3 separate regions of the Mus musculus genome follow, and regions 1 and 2 are each linked to region 3. The links are chromatin contacts, called in public promoter capture Hi-C maps. All regions are on one chromosome and are shown on one strand. The core of a region is the stretch at or near the end of the contact, and the rest is flanking DNA. Distances in the headings are between cores, read along the strand shown.

Evidence for each region. Promoter capture Hi-C pulls out the DNA fragments that hold promoters and counts their contacts.
Region 1: a promoter capture Hi-C map of stem cell-derived epiblast-like cells shows a contact between it and region 3, with 5 times the contacts expected there. The contact joins the enhancer-like site here to the promoter of Gabrg3 in region 3. A contact is called at or near these places in 4 of 39 promoter capture datasets (the 3T3-L1 cell line, the C10 cell line, embryonic stem cells and 1 more), 4 of 115 datasets of contacts at active chromatin or transcription factors (VIP interneurons, astrocytes, forebrain and 1 more) and 1 of 9 other capture datasets (adipose tissue).
Region 2: a contact with region 3 is called in a promoter capture Hi-C map of hippocampal neurons, with 2.6 times the contacts expected there. The contact joins the enhancer-like site here to the promoter of Gabrg3 in region 3. A contact is called at or near these places in 4 of 39 promoter capture datasets (the 3T3-L1 cell line, frontonasal cranial neural crest, hippocampal neurons and 1 more), 2 of 115 datasets of contacts at active chromatin or transcription factors (astrocytes and forebrain) and 1 of 9 other capture datasets (liver).

Annotation. Positions count from the first base shown.
Region 1 is chr7:56,417,897-56,421,847 of GRCm38.p6, forward strand. The region is part of intron 21 of Oca2 (oculocutaneous albinism II); the gene reads left to right. Among named protein-coding and RNA genes, the nearest start is that of Oca2, 180 kb to the left of the region's middle. Within about 2 kb of position 1,450, at least 36 of the 459 cell types and tissues checked have an H3K27ac peak or open chromatin away from gene starts, as enhancers often do. A contact at or near this core is called in VIP interneurons, adipose tissue, astrocytes and 2 more, where this site is marked.
Region 2 is chr7:56,763,482-56,767,577 of GRCm38.p6, forward strand. All of the region lies in intron 6 of Gabrg3 (gamma-aminobutyric acid (GABA) A receptor, subunit gamma 3), which reads right to left. Among named protein-coding and RNA genes, the nearest start is that of Oca2, 530 kb to the left of the region's middle. Within about 2 kb of position 2,575, at least 16 of the 459 cell types and tissues checked have an H3K27ac peak or open chromatin away from gene starts, as enhancers often do. A contact at or near this core is called in forebrain and hippocampal neurons, where this site is marked.
Region 3 is chr7:57,385,884-57,390,009 of GRCm38.p6, forward strand. Gabrg3 (gamma-aminobutyric acid (GABA) A receptor, subunit gamma 3) reads right to left here and starts at 1,332. Exons shown (of 10, transcript NM_008074.3): 1 at 838-1,332. The coding sequence starts at 890. Gm9962 (predicted gene 9962) reads left to right here and starts at 1,389. Exons shown (of 3, transcript NR_033504.1): 1 at 1,389-1,511.

The sequences.
Region 1 (3,951 bases), core at 200-2,699, 970 kb before region 3:
TTGCTGTATCTCGTTCCAATGCTTTATTTTTGTTCTTTTAAAATATTGTTTCGTGGGCTGAAGAGATGGATCAGTAGTTAAGGCTACTGTCATTCACATAGTGGCTCACAATCATCTATAACTGCAATCCCAGGGGACCCAACACCCTCTTCAGGCCTCTAAGGGCACTGGAAATGCACGTGGTGCACAGGCAGAATGAAGACCGAACATTCATTTGGATAAAATGAAAAAAGAACCAAACTCTTTTCTTCACATTTCTTTTTAGTTTCTTAAAAAACACTCAAACACTATGTAAATAACTTTTCAAAAATTCTAAGTAGAGAACCTTAGCGGTTAACAATTTTATTCATCGAGTTTTAGTGAGGACCATTTTATTTGATAGTTCAGCCTGTGGCAGACCACAGTGAGTTCACCCTCCTTGGATGAGTGCAAAGCCAATCAGCACACGAGGCAATAAAAGACCTAAGGAAGCTTTATTAGGAGCACAAGTAAGAAGAGCTCTGGGATAACTCCCAAAGCACCAGTCTCCTTAAACAAAGGAGACGGAGGGATTTTATTAGGGAAACTCATGCATATTCATGTTGAAAAAAAAAAGAGCCATGCCTGGCATAAATGGATAAAAATAGGAATTAATCATGGTAGGTTGCTTTTCCCTAAGTAACTCTTTGTTTATATCTTCAAACTATACCACTCTTCAGGCTCTCTTAGAGCTTTACTGTGTCCCCCAGAGTCATAGGCTCCATCTCTGCCTGCCCCTCCGGCTGGGCCTCCCCTATCTGAGACACACCATTGCATCACAAGAGACAGGGTGCCTCTTTTTACCATCTCCTTAACCTTTGCTTTGTTGATTTTGCATCTGGTAACAGCTCTCTCTCCTTCTCTGTCCTGGCACCTGCACCTGCATAAGTGCAGATGCGGATTGGGAATCCTACACCTGTGCTGGTACAATGTGATGGCAAATGCCCATGCAGAGCCTTCTTTTGCTCCTGTGGAAGGTGATGCAGTGGTCCTCTGCACTCTATGGGTGTATCCAAGGGAGTGGAGGATGGAGATGTGGGGTGGGGTGCAGGGGAGGGGGCATGAACGAGACTGCCAGCAGAATTGCTTCGTTATTAAGATAAGGATTTTTGTTTTTGTTTTTGTTTGTTTGTTTTAATTGTGACTAAGAGATAATGTCCAGAGGTATCTGGAGGAGTCCAGAGTAGAGAGAAAGAGAAATTAGATGGGGGCCTAGTCAGTTCTAGAGATGGGAAAGAATGGGAGAGAATGGTGGAGATAGTGAGGTAGCAAGAAATAGAGGAGAGAGTAGGATGGGGAAAGGGAGGGAGGGAGGGAGGAAAGGAAGGAGAGAGAGGACAGAGACAGCAAGAGGGAGTGGTGAACAAGAGCATGAACAGTGAAAGAGAGACCGGCTACAGAGTGTGGGGGGAGACATCCTTTGAATCATAAGGAGGATGAGTATCTGGAGGAGGAAAGGGCAGGATGCTAGCATGGACTTAGAGTTGTGTAACAGGTACTGAGAGGGTCTGGTGGCCAGCATCGACTTTGATATGCTGATTGGCACCACAGGTAGCCACTTGTCCCCTCTGCTAGGGGTATGGGGAATGACTTCTTTTGGCAGCTAGGAACCAGTTTTGCAAGTGCCTAAGGAATTCTGGCTTTTATCTAATCACCAGAAATCTTTCTACAGTTTAGCCTGCGCTCATTTCTAGACGCTGACAGCAGAGCCAAACAGCAGGCTTGCAGAGTGCTTGTGTGGCCCACGGCCAGTGATGTGGAACTAGCCAGCTGCCTATTACTGCTTTTGGTTTTATTTTTTCCTTTGCAGTCAGTGATACACTGCCTGGGAATTTTCCATTGCTTAATAAAAGACCAGGGCTTGAGAATGTGCCCCCTTCTTCTTCCACCCACTAAGTGCCTGCCTACCTGCAGCAGACTCTTCCCCTGGGCCAACTGTGGAAAGCTGGAGCCAATGCCTCTGGGTTTCAAGGGCTGTTTTATGGATCTCTAGCCTCCTTTGTCCAAGGCCAGGTGTGTAGAGTGACTCCCTACTGTGAACCTGTGTTTGGCAGTTTCCCTCACTGATTTGGCTCTGACCCACTGACTGATCAGTGGTTTGAGGGGCACCAGGTTTCCTGTCTACAGAGACTTCCTTCTCTCTGGAAGTGTCTTCATTCTCCACAGATGTAGAGCTTTCGGCATGTAGGGAACACTTAGGGAAACTCACCAAGGGCCAAAGTGCTGGCAGACAGCTGCTGTTTCAAAGGACTATTAGTACAGATGCAGTTGGGAGTCAGAGGCCTCTTGGTGAGGAGCTGCCGTGGCTGCAGGAAAATAGTAGTGATGTGACCCTTTAATACAGTTCCTTATGTTGTAGTGATCTCCAACACATTCATTATGTGAACTGTGTACACAGAACAGCTCATGTGTGTCAGTTGTAGAGTTCTACTTTGCACAGTCAGGAAAGAACGAGTTATCATTTGGAGGGAGGATAGTCAGAGAATTAGCCCATAAATGGCAGGATGGCACCATGAGTATTTGATTTATGCCCAGAGGAGAAAGAATCAGTCAGGAGATGAGCTCAGTTTTCCATGTTGTCTGGATAAGGCTTCCAGGAACGTTGTACTGAGAGCAGTGTAGATTATGGAAGGCATCCATGTTCCAGGGTTTGGTGAGAGACAAAGTTTGCTATTAGCTGTTTTTTCTAGTTTTAAGACTAGGCTTCATGATGTTGCCCTGGGCCTGGAATAGGCTAAGTCAATAGAAGCTATGGGGATCTTGGTGTTGAGATATTTCAATATTTGGACACATTTTTCCATGCCTGGGAATCCCCTTTACACCCTTTACACTCACCTGCCTTTCTTTCCTTGCTCATTCTTCCTGTCTGCAGTGGACAAGAGCTTGTGGGAATCTGAGTATAGCCCCATAGCAGAGAATTTCTAGGTCTCTGCTACAGTGCCCTCAAGGGAACCTGAAATACATAGCTAAGCACTGAGAATTCTATGACAGTTTTTCTTTGTTGAAGCCTCCCTCCCTTTTTTTCATACTCCTTCGTTTGAATGGGAAAGATTTTGTGGCAACGTTTGGATTTAAAATGTTATAATTTTTGTCCTGGCCTGAATTCAAATGATGCACACTTGTGCACATAATTTTATAGTTCTTAAAAATTGTTGTGTTTTTTTTTTTTTTTGTTTTGGATACACATAGTTGTGTGTATTGCCATTTAGCTCATGTGTGAAGTCAGTTTTTTGAACGCCATTTTTTTCTTCAGCAGTTTCTCATCCCAGGTCTGTTTCCAGGCCCACAAGGAGGCATTCTAGCAAGTGTTGCTGTTGGCTGTCGTAGCTGGGATCAGAAAACCATGCATGATAAAGGTCAAAGGTCCTTCACACACACACTTACATTTTGTTTTTTACTTGATGCCATTTTTGGTTTTAGCCTTTTTCTTTTTTTCTAAAATGTTCTGAAACAAAATAATATAGAGAGCTGAGCCAGGTCCAGTGGCCTGCAATTAGGCTAAATAACACAGCAGTTATAGGCACTCATGGCTGGGTTTCTGCAGAGGGAGGATCTGGATTGGATCCCAATATGCCATTTATGAGAACTAAATAAGGCTATCCTAAGAGGAATAGGAATGTGAGCAACAAAGGCACCCTGTCCCCTCCACGAACTTGACAATGCAGGTTGCAGGACTTCCCCAATGGGTAGGTGATGAGTGAGTCCTCTGGCTAGGGAAGGTGACCTTGGAGGGAAATTGCAGGGCCACAAGCCCGCCCTCCCTCTCCCAAGTGTGTGTGTGTGTGTGTGTGTGTGTGTGTGTGTGTAAGAGAGAGATAGAGAGAGAGAGAGAAAGAGAGAGAGAGAGAGAAAGAGGGAGAGAGAGAGAGAAGGAGGGAGAGAGAGGGAGGGAGGGAGGGAGGGAGAGAGAGAGAGAGAGAGGGAGGGAGAGAG
Region 2 (4,096 bases), core at 1,325-3,824, 620 kb before region 3:
TGTCTAGTTCATGAGTATTACTGTATACCTCTTAAAACCAGCATATATTTGTTATATAAACAACACAACACATATATATGTATATGTAGTCAGTGATACATACCAACACACACTCAAAATGATAAAACATATGATAAATAAATGGAATTTATTTCAGGGGCTTGAGGTTTGTTTGGTATTTGAAAATCCACCATGTTAAAGTTTAAAAAAGAAAAATAAAATCACATGGTCATAACATTTGATCCAGACAAAAAATTTGAGAAAATTAAATATTCTTAATTCCCATTACTTGAAAAGTCACTGTGCCTGGTAACTAGAAACAAGGCCTTCCCCTCTCAGACTTCTTATCATACAGGCCATAAACAAGACCTGTCTATCCCTCTCCCTGAGACACCAGTGCCAACTGTTCTTTATAACTGGGAAGATTAAGATGTCCTAACACTCAGCTACTATTATGCCCCAGCTCCAGCTGGAGGGGAATGATGTCAGATCACTCACAGAGCTGTGTATACTGATAGACCCTGGCTAAATGCAAGGACATTGCTAAAAACATCCGAGTCTTCAAAAATACATTTTTCAAACTTGAGAAGGTCAGCTTAGAAAATGTTTAGAATTTTCTGAAAGGTTGTTTTAATCTTATTTTCTTTTTTTCTCCTTTATTCTAAAACCTTTGAGGAAAACATCCCATATAATTCTTTCAAGTATAATCCATTATATAAAGTTTTATGAAAGCCTTCCACTTCTACACTGATGTAGTGAACTGCATGAGCTAGCTACTCAAGAGTTGTTTTAGAACTCATCTGCCTAACATTGCTGTGGTTTTTATTCTGAAGAAGAATTGATGAAAGTTAAATCTTATTTTAAAAACTCTCATCATTATACTTCTTTTCCACTTTGGAGTTTGTAAAAAATATAACATCAAATTTTTATATAAGTATAACATACTTGAGGGAAACAAAATTCTAGAAATATATATATACATACACACACACACACACACACACACACACACACACACACACACACACATATTCTAACAATGAATGATGACGGGTTTAAAAATATTTTCTGTGATTGTAAAGATTAGAAAGTTTAAATAATAAACATTTGGAATGTGTACCATTGATATTAGAAGGTGATCATGCTCCAGAGATGCCAGGAGATGATCATTGGAATTTCTGTAGTTTCAGCAAATTCGTGGCCAAAACAGAACTGGTAAAATTATGAGCCTCTTCCACTTTATAGACTAGTGTAAGCATTTTTCTTTGGTTCAAAGTGACTAGCTTATTTTTCCTTATTAAATAATGCTGTATCTTTTTCTTCAGTCTGTTGTACAGATTGAAGACACAGAATCTCATGGGTAAAAGTTATGTCAGGGCACGTGGTGTACAGGCACAAGGTGAATTCAGATATACTGTTGTCACTGGTTCCTTTATCAATATAAGAGGAAATAAACATAGGCTGGGGACATGGTCTGTTCTACATCAAGAAAAAAAAATTAAAAGCAGCACTCCTTGGAATCTACATAGAGCTCTGTAACCCCTTCTCTAAAGTACATTTTGGCTTCAGTAAAACAAAAAAAGACATTAAGAAAGATGCCCCAGTGTAGGGGAATCGTAGGTGGGGAGATAGGCTTGGGTGGGTGGGTGGAACACCCTCATAGAAGCAGGGGGAGGGAGGATGGGAATAGAGGTTTTCTGGGTGGGGTGGACCAGCAAAGGGGATAACATATGAAATATAAATAAAGAAAATAACAAAAAAAGAAGATATCTGTAGATTGATAAGGTGGCCCAGCCAATAAGGATATTTGTCACCAAACTTGGCAAGGTGGGTTGAATCCCTGAAACCTACATGGTGAAAGTTGTGTTCTGAAATAGCACACTATAACACGTACATACTCACATATGTGCACATACACACTGACACCAACAGGCAAATAAGAGATCTGATCTAGAAAAGGACCATGATCAAATAATCATATGCAACTCTTCTGCCTCCCCTAGACTTTCCACAACAGTGCTAATGGGTTGGTGGGCAGTCACCAGGATTAACCATTTTCCATTGTTCTAGGGGCCAGTGGTACTAATTTCACACCATTCTCAGATTTTTCTGAGAATGAAGCAAGAGCTGAGTGTATCATTTCATTAACTCTCTTTATCTGCAAATTTATTGCAAGAGAAAGGAAAAGCCTGATCCCTCTGCTTAAGACCCATGGAGGGAGTCGTGCGACACTCCCAGCTAAATCTTCAAGTCTCATTAAAACTGCTAGCTACTTTCCATAAAAGAAGTTTTGTTCTAAGTTCAGCATAATTAGCCCTGATAAAAGGGCTGATCACAACACCGTGCAGCTCTGGGTAAAGCTCATACCTTAAGAGTTCCATGCGCTGATTTAAAAAGGCTTTGAGTACCAAGGAACAATAGATAAGACCAGCACAGTTTGATAGCAAGCCTTTGAAAAAGCAAAATCACACAAACCTTATATCAGTGGGAAAAAAATTAAAGAAGAAAACGACTGGTTTGGGCTTGTCAGAATGGTAAGAAAAGCTTCAGGCCCAGGCCCAGCAGTGCTGCCCACGCATTGGAGGTAGGAGCTTGCAGCAGTGGGAAATCTCCCTGTCCTTGTGGTTTCGCATCCAAGTGCTTTTGCTGGCTTAATGATTTTGCTAGGTTCCCTGAAAACTGAGGGTCGGGTCCTGTTAATAAGATGAAATCTTTCTCGCAGTATTGCTATGGTAAAAATGATTGACATCACAGTGAGAGCCTAAACTCAGGCAAGGCTCATAGTGTGTGTGCTGCTGGAGGCTATGCCTGCAGCCTGCCAGGCCTACCTTCCTCTATGAATAAAGACACTGATACACACTGTGCTGGTCAGAGGGTTCAGCAAAGACCAAACAAAAGGCATAAAATGTTACAAGCAAATGTTCTTATCTCCGTATTAAATGTAAAAATTAACTTAGGTCTGGAGGTAAGAATACTTAATTAAATATGATTTTAAAGGGATACATATGTTCATTTATGAATTCAATCATGAATTTTCATCTTTTAGTGGAAAGGATCATTATACCAAGCAGAGGATTCCCACTTTCCTCTGGGAATTATAGAGGAAGGATGACTTGGTAGATTTTGAGGGTTTTTTTTTTCACTCAATCTTATAGTCAAAGAGACTGTCGCTATTTTTAGAATGATAACTATGAACCTGGAGTGGTTTATTTTCCAGACTGCATTGAGGTAAATGTGAAGAGATTGAAGTTTTACTTTATTCTATGAGAGGTATTTAAACACATATTTCTATTCTCATTCAAGTTATAAATCTCACCATATATCCCTGTTAAAATGTGCCTTACTGAGTTAAATGCTAGCAGGTAAATTAATGGTCTATTTAGTAAAGGAAGCTAATGCATAAATACCCTGACTCTCCCTCATAGCAAATGCCTTCAGGCAATAATAATAATAGATATTATTTCTATTTATAGATGACAGCTATGCACTTGACATAGGTTCGCTCACTGAAATTCACAGTAGCGACCAAAGGAGATAACAATCTCCTCGTCATTGTTATGGTCACAGCAACTGTCAGAGGCTGCACTCTGAGGCTGAAATCCCCACCTCACCCCCAGTGAGAATTTACTCTACACACTCAGGAAAAGAAAATCAAGCCAAACTCTTTTAATGATAGCTCATGTCCATTTCTGGTGAATGCCCCAAGAAGAGGTAGCCACAAACAGCCTTTACTAAGTTGTATACAACTTAGGCTTGTGTATTCCATATATGCTGCCACCCTTAGATCCTTTTCTCATCCTATACCCAGGTTACACTTTCAACAAGTTAAATAGGCACAGGAAATTTCAAGTCTGTCTACCTGGGCAGATGGGAGATTCTTACAGCAAAGCGATGGCCAGAATTGCTTCTTAAGTACACCAGTATTCTCTTGCTCAGCTGGCGGAATTATGCCATTGTTAAGAGACGTGGAGACTCTTTAGTAGAGCGGGATGTTATAATGTCCGTCATCCTGTGCTGCCCTCTTCCCCTGAGCTGCCCCTTAAAGGCATGGTTTTTGATAAGGAGATGGGCCTAATGGCCTGTTGTATGTCAGCCT
Region 3 (4,126 bases), core at 82-2,581:
TGGGAATGGGGTGTCCTCCAATTCCTAGGGTGACAGTTGGGGAGACAACCAGGAATTTCCAAAACTCAGGTTAGTTCTGCAGGAGCTAATCAGAGCACCAATCTAGGAGGTGGAATTAAACCATGTCAGCATCTCTAGTTGTGTTTATGGCAACAGGCTTTAACCCTTCTGGTGCCACTGTCCTTCTTCTGAGCCCTTCTCTGTCTGCGGGGTGAATCTTCTGTTAGCTGACTGGTGCTGGTTTGGGGTATTCACAGTGAGATAATTTCTTACAGCTTCAAGAAGCTTCCATGTGAACCGCAACCTGATTCTTTAATAGAGATGGGGTGCTTGTGTGTGCTGCTGTAGGACCTGGAGAAGAAGCAGGGCTCTTCCTGACCACCTGCCCCAGCCCCCTCCACTTTCCTCCTGCAAATTACCTCTTCTGTAATCTATATAGGGTGGTTGAGAAAACAGAATTCCTGGGTCCGGAGGTTTCTTTTCAGTGCTGGAACATATAGAGTGTTAACCAATGCATGTCAGAAAGCCCTTGGATAACTGATGAGAAAGATAAGGCTACTGCCTCATCATTTTGATTTCCCAAGTCCCTTGAAACCACCACATCCTATAATCACCCAAACAGTCCCCACACAAACCGGCTTGCAGAGGGCTGTGGCGGCCTTGGAGCTGAGGTCTGGACCTGGGGGAGACCTACAGGTGAGGAGGTGAGGTGCGGGAACCTTCCCTCTTCTGCAGCCCAGTGGACGGCGCGCACCTGGGACTGGCGGCCGGCAGACGGCGCCCCCCGCCGCCCTTCCGCCCCCGCCGGCCTCTTGGAAACGCCTGGGAGCCACTTACCGAGCATGCAAGCCCGAGAACAGGCAGAGGAGAAGCAGCAGCTTTGCAGCCATGGCTCTCCGGGAGCGGGTCCGAGGCCTCTGCAGGGCTTGGTCTCTACTTGCTCCGGCGCCTACTAGACTCCCACGGGCTGCAGCGCCCAGGGTTCTGCGGACTGGGAGGGACAGGTGTCTGCTCCGAGCGCCGCGTCCCCGACGGTCCGGCTCTGCGGGGCGCACACGAGCTGGGGTGCGTCCGCTCTCGGGAGCGATCAGCACGGGGAAGGGGGGGCAGCAGGTGGCCGGGCACCCTCCTCCCGCAGCCCGAGCCCCCCACCTCCCGGGCCGGCTCGGGGCTCTGCGCTGGGGCAGCTGCGCTCCGAAGCGTGGCGGGAGGTCGCGGTTGCCTCGGTGGTGCCCGCCGGCCGCGGCGGGGAGGAGTTTCCCCAATTAACACGCTTGGCAATGCCAGGCGAAGGCAGCGAGGTTTGAATGGACTCGGAGTTGGGAGGTCGGGAAGGGGGCGGGGCTGGTGGGTGGGAAGGAGAGCTTGGGGATCCCGCAAGGAGGCGCAGAAGGGGCCTGGGGACTGGCCCGTGTCATCGATGGAGTCATGGGCACTGGTAGTTTTACTGCAGCGCACCCACCCTGCTTGTCCCCTGTGCCGTGTGCCTTCTCTTAGGGACGCCATTGCAAGTAAGTGAGATGGTTTGCCAAAAGGCGATCTTCTCTAGGGTGGTGCTTGCTTACCTGAACTCCCCCTGGTGCTCATAACTGTGGCTTGCTGGGGAAGTCCCAACAATGTCCCCTTTTCGCAGAAAAGAGAGACTAAAACACTATCAGTAATTAGTAGAAGTGAAATGTTTAAGGCCAGAGAGAAGGCACCGGAGCCAGAAAGCAAAGGACCCTGTTGGATGGGACTGACGTTATTTTCATGTTCCAAACTGAAATTGCTTGTTTTTATTTGTAGGATCGTTTAGAAAGCTAATCTTTTGGCATGCAAACATTAACTTCAACACAAATAGGAATTTTACTTCCATAATTAAAAAAAAAAAAACCTTAGAAATATATTTTCAACTACTAATCATAGACACGACAGTTTCGTTAATACTGGATGCTATAAAGTACTTCCCTTGCAGCCAATTTGCCACCATCATTATAAGTAGCTATGCCTGCTTGCAGGAATGCATCAAGTTTGGGCCTGTGGATTGCTGGCTTTCTTTCACAGAAGGAGGGGTTGGGAAGGTCATTGGATCCTCACCTGATGTCTAAACACTTCTCCCAGTCATTTCTTTGCAATTTTGCCCCCCATTGCCAATAGTCTGTGTCTAGGGGAAGGAGGTACTAGAACACATAGGCTTGGAAAAACTAGAGCAAGGAGATGAAGAGACCATTAATCATGTTAAGTGAAGTTGTTTTGTGAGCACCCAAGATCCTGTCAGCAACCTCTTACCTCTGTAGGGTATGGCCAATAAACTCCAGGTCCACAGGCTAAACTGTGTGGGGGTGAACACTGTTTTGTTGTTAGGGCCCAGGAGGAGGGTGTTGACAATGCTCCTATCTCCCCAAGAGAAGGGATTTTAGAAACACTGACAGTAAGCTTTTTCATAAAATACAGAGAGAAGCAGGTTGAAGCTCTTGGGAATTCCCTCCCTTGTCTCTAGATTCTCAGGTTAAGAATCGTAAGCCTGCTGGAGGCTGGAGGCTTTTCTTGATAATAGCATTGCTTTTAACTAAGGATTGTGCTATCTTGGTTAATCCCAGGCCACTGCCTTCTTCCTGTGTCACCCAGCTCACCCCAATCAGGACATTTTTTTATCACCCCTCTTTACCTGCACTTATATAAGTCTGAATGCCTATGTCCCATGGAGATTCCTAACAGCCAACACCTACCTTCCTTCTTGAAGTTTCTATCAAACTCTCCTTCATCTCTAATTTCTGTACCATACAAAGGAACCCTTCAGAATCTAGTCAAAGGATGGTGCACAAGCATCCTGAGTCTCTAAACAAATGCAATCATGACTCAAATTTTCACTCCAAGGACTGGTTTCTAGGATCGCTGGGAATGCTAAATCTGTTACAGAACACGTGTTAAGATTTTCATAGACCTCTGGTATGGTTTAAGCCATCTCTAGATTATTTGTAATGTCTACTATGTATAAATGTCATGTAAGTAGTTGTTATGGTTGTTTATGGAATAAGAGAAATGCCTGTCTGGTAGTGATATGCTTTTTAAAGACAATATTTGTATTCAAGTGTGTTTGAACCCAAAGAAGCAGAATTCATAGTTACAGGAGAGCCACCTGCCTGTCATCACCACCTAAGTTTAAAAGATATTCTGTAAGAAAACTAAAAAGTAAATGTAGCAGTCTTTCATGCTTGCATTTTTGACATAGTTACAGGAACATAGGTAAAAATAATGTCAGGCATGGTTCCATGGGAGGAGCCAAGAGTCAGTGTGGTTGATTCATTCAAATTTTCACAGAATAATCCCACTGCATAAGTAGAGAAGAGTCCCAGGAGGTTAAATACCACCCCCAAGGCTAAGATCTGCATAATCACCCTTAGTCGCTGTGTCCATTGTCCTTAGAACACGAAGCAGGGCAGACACTCATTGAGTCTTCCTGTTATGCTATATTCTCATCAGTTTTTTTCAGAACATGAGTTGTTTACAATCTATTATACAGTACGGACAGACTGGCATTTGGATGGCTCTGTAAAATGTCAGCATAATGAGAGGTGTCCTGGGATTATATGTGTCTGTATTTATCACAACCTGTCAGTGGAATAGATGTGAGACCTGTGTACAGCCCCATGCTGGCAGGGTTTATTCTTTTCTTTGCTGCATAGGTTTGATGTGCTATTATTATGAATGAGTGACACCTGACCTCTTCTGAAGTTTGGAATGCTTTGCTCCACTTATTGGACACAATGGGCCAGCTTTACAGAGCTGAATATTTTACTGTAGAAAGCCTCCATGGTACAGCCTGGGGAAAAAATATTTTATGCTAAATGAGTCAGGAGGGATGAGGTATTCAAAGCAAGCTTTCTGAACATAAGTAGGAAAGCAAACTGCAAGGTCAAGAATCTTCAGAGCACCAGCTGTTAGCCTTTGATTTTCCTCCGTTGCCTAAACTGACCGGGCTGGGGTGCTTTGCTGAGCACGCACACTGCACCGTATACCCTCGCTGCTGGCCAGCTTCCTATCTTCGGCACCTGAGAAACTTAACAGCTCCATTTGGGTGAGCAAAATTCACTTCTCTTTTCCTCTGTAGGAAAATAAACAGGAGGGGGAGTTGCAGGGGAGGGAG